2 separate regions of the Anas platyrhynchos genome follow, and region 2 is linked to region 1. The links are chromatin contacts, called in public Hi-C maps. All regions are on one chromosome and are shown on one strand. Each heading gives the region's core, a stretch centred on a gene start, on an enhancer-like site or on the middle of the called end of the contact. The rest is flanking DNA. Distances are from core to core; before and after follow the strand shown.

What was found. A called contact is a pair of places that touch in the nucleus more often than the background predicts.
Region 2: a contact with region 1 is called in a Hi-C map of liver, with 4 times the contacts expected there. The contact joins two enhancer-like sites. A contact is called at or near these places in 2 of 8 Hi-C or Micro-C datasets (liver and small yellow follicle).

What each region holds. Positions count from the first base shown.
Region 1 is chr1:124,475,931-124,481,580 of IASCAAS_PekinDuck_T2T, reverse strand. It overlaps LOC140001380, which reads left to right. Exons shown (of 5, transcript XM_072032834.1): 4 at 4,463-4,523. Among named protein-coding and RNA genes, the nearest start is that of DIPK2B, 190 kb to the right of the region's middle. Within about 2 kb of position 3,695, at least 6 of the 8 cell types and tissues checked have an H3K27ac peak or open chromatin away from gene starts, as enhancers often do.
Region 2 is chr1:124,609,038-124,614,580 of IASCAAS_PekinDuck_T2T, reverse strand. The region is part of intron 1 of LOC110351493 (a long non-coding RNA gene); the gene reads right to left. Among named protein-coding and RNA genes, the nearest start is that of ICOSLG, 86 kb to the left of the region's middle. Within about 2 kb of position 2,375, at least 2 of the 8 cell types and tissues checked have an H3K27ac peak or open chromatin away from gene starts, as enhancers often do.

The DNA of each region.
Region 1 (5,650 bases), core at 2,446-4,945:
TTTATATACAATCATATGCATTCTTGTTTAGAACCATAAAGTAGTTTTGAGGCAGTCATGCACTGACCAATGAACTAGTTTGATCACTATTATTGTACCACTTGATACAATACTGCTCTCTCTTCCCATCCAGCTTTCCTTGCTTGTCTACACAGCAAAATGCTGATTACAATTCCTTCTGCTAGGAAATTTTGCCCTGCTCATGGACATAAGACTTTTCACTTTTTTTTTTTTTTAGCTTACCTCCAGATAGGAATAGTGATAATCTTTCTCCTGACACTTTTTTTTTTTTTTCTGAAATTAGTTAAATGATACTGTTTGTTGTCCAGAACACCTGTGTTTAGGTAGTGACTCAGTAAACTGGATTCCCAGGGGAAGGTTGCTGGTTTGGTGGACACACTCATGATATCAACAGAGATTTTTTCCTATGTGTTGATTCAAGATAGCTATTTTGAAGAAGATAAACTTCAAAATGTTCATAACGTTTCTTATTTTTATTGCTTTTATTTTGTCACTATATAAAAAAGTGAACTTTCATGCCATCTCCACAAGAGCGTTCATAACCATTTTGTGCTTTCTCCTCCCCTTTCTTCCTGCCACAAATTGTCAAACCATTAATAGTTATTTGTTCTGAAATAGTTTATTAGTTACAGTAAACCTGCACACTGTAAGCTGGGCTATATTAATTATATCTTAATAGCCAATCGTGGTGTGTCGTTTTTTTTTTTTTAACATTTGTTTTGTAGTCCAGTTCTTTTCACAGTTCCTTGGGGACTGCAAACTAAAAATATGTTTAACTGCACAGATTGTTCTGGTTGCTAAAGACCATTTCCTTATTCCTGTAAGGACTTGCGGTGGGAGCAGCTCTGAGTTGAACGAAGGGCAAATTTTTGGCAGAAGCCTTCCAGCTAATACCAGATCAGGAGAGCATCTTTCTCAAGTAGATGCTGTTGGAATAAAAAAAATGCCCTTTTGAGAATTAGAAGTTTGAAAGCCACAATCAGAGAAGTAGCTATCAAGGCTCTGCAAGAAAGCTGAATAATTCAAAAATAAAAATCTCAGGAGCATCAGTAAGCTGACTAGTGACAGTGTCTGGTCTTGCAAAATTGCACCTAATATTATCGCTCCACTCATGTTCCACTGGGGGCATACTTTTGTATACCAGTATTAATAGGCTTGCTATCATATAATCAGTAAAATTGTTGCAGTGAGAGCCTTGGAATTTGAGTTCATCCCAATAGTGTAAAATACCTAAAAGGAGAATGGGATCCATGTATGTAAGGATATTTAGAATGGATTTTGCTTAACATCATAAAACATCATCACTCGGGCAAAATGACTTAGAGATAAAGAACCGAATTTCTTGTAATTTCTTGTTTTAAGAATTTGGCTTTTTTTTCTTGTTTTATTTACAGAAATTGAATTTATTTGTTTTAAGAAAGAGATGTTCAAGTGAAATCTGAGAATTTTATTGATGCTAGTGTACTTGTTTTTAATACATCTTGAAAAGTATGAAAATGTATTTTATAAATAAATCTCCTTCCAGTCATAGTATGTGCTTTTCCTGCAGCATATGAAACATGATCAGATGTACTTTGCTATTCTAACCCAAATTCCTTTAAAAATGTTATTCAGAGCCTTAGTTTGTAAATTATTCTGATGTAAAGTTGGGTTAGTGGATCACATTGTTTCCCCTTTCCCTGCAGAAAATACCTGTGCACCACAAATATTTGTTCTGTTTTGTCTTTTTTTTTTTTTTTTTTTTTTTTTGGGGGGGGGGGGGGAGGGAGACTAGAACTGGTTTTTACTTGCAGAACTATTAAACATTATGATGCTTTTTAGTATAATGCTGTAAAGCAAGGAAGTTGTTCTTTTTGTTTGACACACGACTGTTAACCAGGAGTTGTAGCTCTGTTCTTGGCTGTCTCTAAGCCTTCCTGTGTGACTTGGAGAAAATCATTTAGACTTCTTGAAGTTTTAAGTTCTGCAGCTGTAAGCAAGAGAAAAGTAAGTTCTGCAAGAGCTCACTAATGAGGCCTTTTAGTTCACGAGTGTTGTCATGAAACTTTGGGATCCTGAAAAGGAAGGTCCCAAATAAAGGCAAAGGACATAACTGTTGTCTTCTTCCTTGTCAAGATTTGAAAGCACAGTTTAGAGAAGCCTCTTGAAATTCTGTTTCATTCACCCTTTAATAGATCCATCAAATATAAACACTTTTTTCTCTCCCCCCCCCCCCCCCTCCGGCTCTCTTTCAGCTTCACTTCTTACTCCTGAGGAAAATCTACTAAAACTGGTCCATGGGTTTCTGCTAATTACTACTGTATGCCATTTTAGAAAAATGAAGAATTGAAGAATAGTTAAGTAGTTGGAGGAGCTGTGCAGTAAAAGGGGTAGCTTTTGGACAATTCATGAAATAGTCGGTGTCTTTTAATGGTAGGGTAGTCCCTCTGCTCATGAATTATTCATTTTAATGCTTTTGTTATAATGGCGACAGTGTTCAGTCTCTGAGGCTGTTCTGGATAGCCTTCCTCTGCTGAAATACTGCACAGCAGCAGCTACCGTTTGTTTTTTAAACTAATACATCTAAGTCAGTAACATATTGAGTAAATGTATTTTCATGATCAAGAAAATGAGAAAAGGGGAAGAAAAACAACATTATAACTAAGAGGGTCTGTTTTGCTCAAGGGTTTGGTTAGTTTACTTTTCTGGGAGCTATTTAGGGAAGTCATTTAGAATAAATATTTTTACTGATTATTGTATTTAGTATTAAATGCAAAATAGATCTGTAGCAATAACACACATTAGCGTCTTTGCTCTGTATAGCACTGCAATAAAAGGCAGTTTAAAAACAATCATTGTTCATAAACACATTAAGTTTTTCTTAAAACTAATGTTTAAAGATCTCTTTGAAACTTTTTTTTTTTTTAAGATGAAACATAACATAACCACATAACCCACACAGAAAATGTATATGAGTCATGTGCATGCAGAAATAAAAGTTTCTTTGTGGTATCTGGTATCAGTCTTTCATTAAAGCATGGACTTTCCTAAACAGAAATTCCAGTGCAAATGGTTCAGGGTTCTCAGCTCCCCCCTTCCCCCCGCCTCCCTACCCTTTTCTGGTGCTGACTTCAGCCGGTGCGCCTAGCAGGGCGCATTAGGGACCGTCCCTGTGCAGAGCGGGGAATTTGGGGCTGGGGACTACGTGGTACTGGTTTCAATGGACAGAAGCGAGTGCACAAGCACAGCATGCTCTCTGTATAACGCAGTGTAAAACGTGGTGTTTTCTCCTAAGCCATATACATACTCCTAAAATGCCTTCAAGCAACAGATAAGTGTGTGTGTGTGGAGGGGAGGACGGAAGCAGCGAGCGGATAGATGAACGATTAGGTCATTTGGATTTGGAATGAGGGTTTTTTACACTGAGCTCTCTCCTCGTTCCTGGCTGATCAGATTCTCTACACACACGGGGAGCTGAAACTGCGTCAGTAGAGAAAAGAAAACTCCATAGATGGATATAGTGGCAGAACTATAGGGAGTATCAAAGAGGAGAAAAGTTTGAATTGAAAGTATATGTGGTTTAGGGGAATCTGAATCACGCAGTATTACTTTCGCTTTTTCTAGGCTTCTATTTCCTACGAATAAACCATCAGGGAGATAGAAGTTCTGATTTAGATAATGTCTTGCAGTCTTTGGAATAACGCATTCTGCGGGAGGGGGAGTCCTTGCTGTAAAGGTCACGCTCCACGAGCTGAGAGCCTTCCCCGCTGCCCGCACTCACAGCATTTCTTCTGCGAATGTCAGCTGGGGGGCTGTCCCTGAGAATTTTTCCTAGGTTTAGGTGGGTACACCATGGAAAATGGAAGCAACGATAGGAACCCCTCCTTTCCTTTTTCCTGTAGCTCTGCTCAGACCATTCTCTGTTAGCATGGTAGTGGTACAAAGTGTGTGGTCTTTCAGCTCTGACTAATGCATTTTGTGCTGTGTGACTGAAAATGCCTCATAGCCTGCCAGGGCTGACTGAGGGCTGTGGAATGTGGTGCCTTTTCTCTGTTTCTCTGATTTTTTTTTTCTTTCTTTCTTTTTTTCCTTTTTTTTTTTCTTTTTTTTTTTTTTTTTTTCAGAGAAGTGTGTAGGCAGTCTGTTGAGAAACCTCAAGATGCAGGGGAAATGCTTGCATGTTGTGGAATGTGGCTTCCCCTGGGAGACCCCCGCCAGGCAGGCAGTGAATGAGCAGGGCTGGAGAATGAGAAAGGGAGGAGGTCGGAGGCAGAGAGAGATAGGAAAGAGTGAGAGAGGAGGAAGGAAGGAGGTGGAAACGGAGGGGCCCGTTTCCCTTTTTCTGAAGCAATGACAGCTGGTTCTGTCCTGACTCACATGACAAAGTGCTGTGGAGAGCAGTGCTTGAGCTTGAAGCCAGCCAGCAGGCATGGTCAGCTGATTTTATTTTCTTTTTTTCCAGACTTTGGTCAGCTGATCTGCAGTGACTGGTCAGCCCACCAAGAAGGTACCTCAGCACGCAGGTAAGAGAGAAGCTGAACACTCTTACAAGAATGCAGCTGGGGGCAGGGGGTGCAAATAGCCCTAACATTGCTTGAATAGTTTAGAAAAAATGCTCCGGGTTTGCTTTGGTGTGTAATACTATGATTGTCCTTTCAATGCTACTAGTGCTATTCAGTCTTGTTCTCTCTCTCTTTTTTTTTTTTTTTTCCTTCAATCTGTCTTTAATTACAATTGGTGCAAAAGCTTTATTGGAAAAAAGACCTATTGTGTGTTGCTAAATATAGACCTGGGGATTGCATGAATGTTGCTTTCTTACTTTTTGAATAAAATAACTTTCCGTAATTTAAGTGTGTCAAACTCATATTTAGAGGGGAATTCCCAAATACTTAAACTATGAGTCATAAAAAGTTAAAGTACCAGTACAACAGCTTAGGATAAAAACTCTGTTCAGTCATGGGTAGCTGCTTTCATATGTGTTGGTAGTCTTAAAAAAACAGAGGTGTGCAAAAGCTGGAGCATTTTTAACTCTGCTGACCAGAACCCAAAACATGCAGAGCGTGGGCTAAACATATGATTTGAGAGGAACATTGTTAGAATGCTCTCAGTTTCATGCATGTTTTCTTTCATTGTTTGTATCTAAAAACTTGGTGATAGTCTTATGTCCTGAGGGTGTTTCAAAGGACTCTGACTCCCTAATTACTTTATATGATGGGAAAAAAAAAAAAAAAAAAAGGAGAACCGAAAATAATTACACTTACTGCAAATAAGTGAAAAAATTACAAAATAAAAATACCTACTGGGCATTACAGTTCAAAGTGTCTTTCAGCTGGTTGTATGCCTGCCTATCATGCCACACTCCTTCTCTTTAAACATCACTATGTAATGCAGCTTCCTTACCATTACTTCTCTTTATTGAAAGATCTCAGATACTCTCTGAAAGCTGGAATGTCTTGTGCTGAAAGATGCATTCATGAGTTTTTAAGATGAAAATGTTGGCCAAATGTTCCCAGCTCCGACATGTAGCTCTGAAAAACTCTTTTTGTTCTGAGGTTGAAGATTTTATTTTGACAACTTGTTGCAGAAATGTTCATATTTTGCTAGTAACCTTATTCTTGTCTACTATTCTGCATTATTTAAATAAAAACTA
Region 2 (5,543 bases), core at 1,126-3,625, 130 kb before region 1:
CAGGATGGCTTGAGGCTCCTTTTCCTTTAATGTCTTATTTTCCACTGAACTGCACCCTATGGTTAATTCTCCTTACTTTACAGCTTCTCCTCACCAGTCTGTGGAGTTCTGTGCATATATTCTGCTTACAGTTCTCACAGTTTGCCAAGCACGATGGGCATGGAGAAACAATGGCACAGATTTTAGAGAATCTGATTACTTTCTCTCCCACCTCTAAAAGTCACTAAGAAACAAATAACTGAAGATTTGTACCTGTTCATTTTAAATGAATCCCAAATGATTTGTGAAGACATGAAAAAGATGGTGTTCAGGTATTGCCCTTGCTTCCCTACCAGATGCCAACAGGGGGAGTTTCAGCTCTGTCTCAGATTTATGCTTCTGACAGTATCCTTGCCTTTAGTGATATTGATCATGAGGGATAAAAGTTATTTATTTTCCCACATTTCAATAACATTTCTTAACGCCTCTTTTCTTTAAAGAAACACTTCTGTAGCTCTTCTATGGATTGAAAATGAAGGTGCAGTTCATATCTGTTGTTGAAATCCTTTTTAAATAAGAGACCAGAGATGGAATAGTTCTGCACCTTGCCTTGCTAGACTGAAAGAAAACTAATTTGCTTCTGAGATGAATCAAAACCAGATTTTAGAAAACTATCTTGATTTCTCCTTTCCCCCTGAAAACCCTGATGACTGAGGCATAGCTGAGCTCTCTTACTCATTTTGTATAAACTAAGATTTGAATGATAAGATCTTAGAAAACCAAAAATCTGCCTTTGGCCTATCAGTTTAAATCAATTAATTCATAGCCAGATAGAAAACAAATGTAGAAAAACTCTCTCCCTTTGCTTTGTTTGTTTGTTTGTTTAAGAAGGAAATAAATGGGGAAGAATTTAACTTGTAAGGAAGTGGAATGACATCTTAGGAAAATGAGGCTCTGTTCTTAGAAGAGGGGTGTAAATCACGCTTATGTGCTAATGAATGAAGGGAGACATTTTTGGAGACACATTTTGTCTCTTTATAAATAGGACAGAATACGTCTGTGCAGAGCTGTAGTCAGTTCTGCTAGGTCCCAGCAAATAAGCTGCAGTTTCTTTTCTTTTCACAAAATTTCTCATTTACTTCTTACACGAAAAACAGTTTTTGAAATTGTCTTGAAAGAACAAGGATGGCATCTTTTCTGTAACATGAACGTGATGTTTTCATTTACTAGTGAGGACAGTACTTTCTGTATATTGAGCCTCTAGGGTTCACTCAAGTTGCATTTCAAGCATTTTTAGCTGCCATCCAGACCAGACTTCAACTTCTGAAACTGTTTCATTTTGGGGGGTTGAAAATACAAACAGATCCAACGCTTTTTAGGAGAAAACTGAAATATCCTGAGTCATCCAGTGAGGGCTGGCACTAGCTCCTATTTTCAAAGACTTCTTATTGCCTCCAACTCTAAGCTTCAAAACTAGAGCTGCTTTCAACTAAGATATTTCAGCTAAGAGAGTCTAAAATGTGATCTTGTCCACAGAGGCCAGGGTGGCAGAAATCTCCCTTAGGCAATCTGTTCTCTGGGGAAATCCTGTAACACTGACTTCTTACAAGTTTATGGAAATAACATTGTTAAGGGATTAAAAATTCTTCGGAGTCAACTTGCCATCTAAATTTTGAATTCAGAAGCCATGTTATTCTCTCCATACCCACAAAGAGGAGGGCCATGCTCTGTGTAATATCCAGGTTACGCTTAAGTAAAGATGTATACTTATAAAAATGTGATTGCCTACTTCAGAAATCCAAATGATGATTCATGTCTGTAGCAACGATCCTCATTATTTTTCTCAGTCCAGTTCTGCAGCCAGTTAAGAACCTTTTAAATTAGCAGCTATCAACAATTCAGTGAGTGGGTTGATGGAGTGGAGAAGGTTAATGCCGTGTCTTGGGGGGAAGGAAGTCAGCTTACAGCTATAGCAAATAGGACATTTTTCTTGATTGGATGAAATTATGTTGGAGAGAAATCCAATAATTCTTGATATTGACATAATTGTATTGTATATGCTAAAATGGCCCTCCCCAGTGGGCTGATCCTGCTGCGTATGTACCAAAGGGCAATGATGGCCTGGTGCGGCTTACCAAGATGGTCTGTCTATTCCCATGCCAGCAGACCAGCCAGAAGGGGTGAATGTCCCCAGGGTATGAAGAGAGGTGCCAAGATCAGTCAGGGCTGGCAGGTTTTACTGGGACAGTTGCAATATTGCAGAAATACAGCTGCCTGGGCCTGACTCTTGAGTCACAAATGAAGAGTAAAAGTGATTCTCAAGGATACTGAAGTAGGTCATCTCCATCACTGACTATGACTCAAAAGTTTCCCCTGAGTATGAAGCCTCATTTCACACCCTCACCAAGCAGCATGGAGATAGGGCTGGAAACCCTCCCATTCCTCCTGCATGAGCACTTCTGGTTAAAGCCCAGACTGGTTTTCCAGACCACTGGCAGAGTGAAAGAGAGGAAAGGCATGTGGATTTAAGGAGGGTGTTTAGATCATAAACTTAAGAGAAGCTGGGAAGTGTCATAGGATTAAGGGATCTATGCAAGCTTGTATGGGTATTTCCACTTGTGCTGTCCTCACACCTTCTCTGAGAGATTTTTGTCCCAAACACGAGGACTGCATGTGTGTTGCAAGATACATTGCAGCGCACCACATAGCCTTGGCTTTTGGCTGTGCCTCTGCTTGTGCGGATATGCCAGCTTGCACCATGTGAGTATGTGCCCTGCTTTCCCCTTGAGAAAGAAACCTGGGTGCAGAGGGGCAGAGAAGGAGCTAAGGTGTGGTGAGTGTGCTTGTCTGGATGGCCATGGGTCCAGGCCCACAAAGTGCGCTAGGGACTTGTGCACCATGATGTTGGTTTAACCAAAATAACCAACTCAATGTGTAGGTTGCTGGCTGCATTACACATGTGACTAGCTTTGCATATAAGAAAATCCAAAGCCTTGTGAAAGAGTAAGTAGAGTAAGAGTAAGGAGGTGGACGTTTGAGGAAAGTACGTAAAAAACTTTTTACTGGTAAGTAAAGTATCTATGGAAAATTACTTATGTGACTATCTATGACTTCTAGACAGGGTTACTTGGACATTAAGCAAAATGGTGTGCTTTCTGGAGTAATGCCAAGATGCTTTCAAGGATTATATATCTTTTAGTCAAATGTGGTACAAGATCTCAGTTGCTAAAGAGAAACGGATGTCTACAGAGGGAAGTAGAAATATCTGTAGAATTGTTGGTTCCAAGAGCCTTGTGTTTAAAAAACAAAATCCCATGAAGCATTGCCAGGAATGGGAGAGGAATGAGAGGCAATGCTTCAAAACAAAACAAAACAACAGAAAAGAAGCAAGTAAGAGTTTTGTCTACCATGTGCTTAGGAACAATAGCACTGAGTCAAAACCTGCTGGACTCAGTTGGGAATGCTGTGGTTTAGCTAGTCCAACTGAGCTGAACTGGAATGCTCTTTTTGTCTTTCAACAAGCCTGTAAAAGTTGGCAGAGATCTGATCAGCTGTTCAAGCCTTGCTGAACATCCCTCAGAGTTCAGCTCTTATATCTCGTTAGGGGCCCAGTAGAAAAATTTTGGGGTTAAGCAGGTTGTAGGCTTAGCTGGCCTGTGTGTTTTGAGACGTGTATGGAATAAGATGGATTTTCCTGCATGGAAGAAAAATGTTTGTTGCCTCAGAAAGATATGTGTTCCTGCACATGTGTGCTGCTGTGCTCTTTTTTTTTTTTGCTGAAGGAGGGGCTTGCTGTGTAAATAGAAACGTTAGCGGTAGTTTAGGGAATTATTTTATGGTTGTGATGCTACACAGTCTAGTTTATTTTTTTGTCTAAAGGCCCATGTCCGAGGAGACTTAGGTTTATCTATGTCAGAACTACCACTGTCTGGTCCTGCATCTTGCTCCATCTCTCTTTGCCAGCACTGATATGTGTCCGATCTTGTAGTGAGCCCGTTCAGGGAGCTAAGCTGATTGAAGATTAATGCTTTTTTTTTTTTTTTTTTTTTTTTTTCTGCAGAATTACTTTTTACCTGTTTTAACTTCCTGAACCATCTCACAGCAGGGTCATAGCAAGGCCTAACACTGGCATGCAAAAGCTAGCTGGAATTTGTGGCTGGGGTGAGAAGGAAATGGTAGGACTTGGATTCATTGAGCTCTTGAGGAACCACAGCCTACAGCCACTTACTATTCTTCCCGCACCACCGCATCTGCTTATTGACCTCCTCTCCCCTTATGTATTTTATATCCAAGTTTATCTGAGTATGGACCCTTTTAACTGAAAATATTATGTATTGCATCTGCATATTGCTGGACCTGCATTCTTCTTCTCAGACTGTGCTCAGAAAGACTGGGCTTTGTACTCAGTGACGTGATGTGTGCACTTGGGTTTGTGAAATGCCATGGGTCCTGTCTTGTAAGGTTTAAATCTCACCACCCTTATGGCTCCCACTCAGGTCAAACCAATGAAGGTACATAAAGAGCTATGAGGACAGTCTGCAGTGACGGTGAAAGAGGAGTGATGTGAACTTATTTTGAGAATGTCCTGGGACGGCAAATGGGTTGGTGTCAATATCTGGGCCTCACGTTAATGCTGGCTGTCCCCATGGAGAGAAGGTCTCACTGTCACTAGGCCTGTGCACTTTCTTCCATGTCCTCTCCTCTTTTAGAGCTGTTTTAGAGCCTGGCCTACGCTTTGCATTCAGGTTTTGTGGAGGCAAGGCTTATGGAGGCACAGAGAGTTTGACAATGTCTGCTAAAAGTGCTCACAGAGAATCTTAATAACATCACTCATCTTCTGAGCATAGGTAGCCTGTGCAGTCATTTCCATTTTGAATATGGCTATGTGAAAGAAAGCAATAGAGCCCAGTGTAGCAATGCTTTTCTACTGTCCTCTTCTCTAAGGGGTCCAGAAGTATCTATAAAAATACGTACTTTCAGATTTCTGGTAGGAAACAGTACTTAGAGCACAGACTCAAACTGTGTTCCCTGGGAAGTTGCCCTACCAAATGATACTGACTCCTTCAGTTCAAAGAAAGTCAAAGTATTCTCAAAATTCGGTGCTGCAGAGATACTGAGCAATTGTAGATGAGCAAGAGAAGTGGTCTGTGAAATCATGATAGGTAGGGAGAAGTCACAAGAAACAATTTCTTTCCTAAATGTGGGTTCCACATTTTGTAAAGGCCTGCAAGCTTGCCTGTAATTTCACCTTTCCTGACAGTTTGACTTCCATTTCCACCTGCTGGCCAGTGTCATTATTTTAACCCTCTGTCTCTCATCTGTTTGCTTTAACAATTTCTGCTAAATCTAGCCTAACCTATATGTTTTAGCTACTAACGGTTTAAAATAGAGGTGCATGACCTTCCTTCCTTAATGTTTTCTCAGCATTCCTTTGTTGCAGAGCATGGGATGCAGGATTTATTTATTTTTTTTTCTCCTCAGAATGAGGCTGTAGTTACCTGAGGGTTGAAAAAATGAACATTGTAATTCAAGGCAATAGCATGCAGCAGTGAAGAATGTAAATG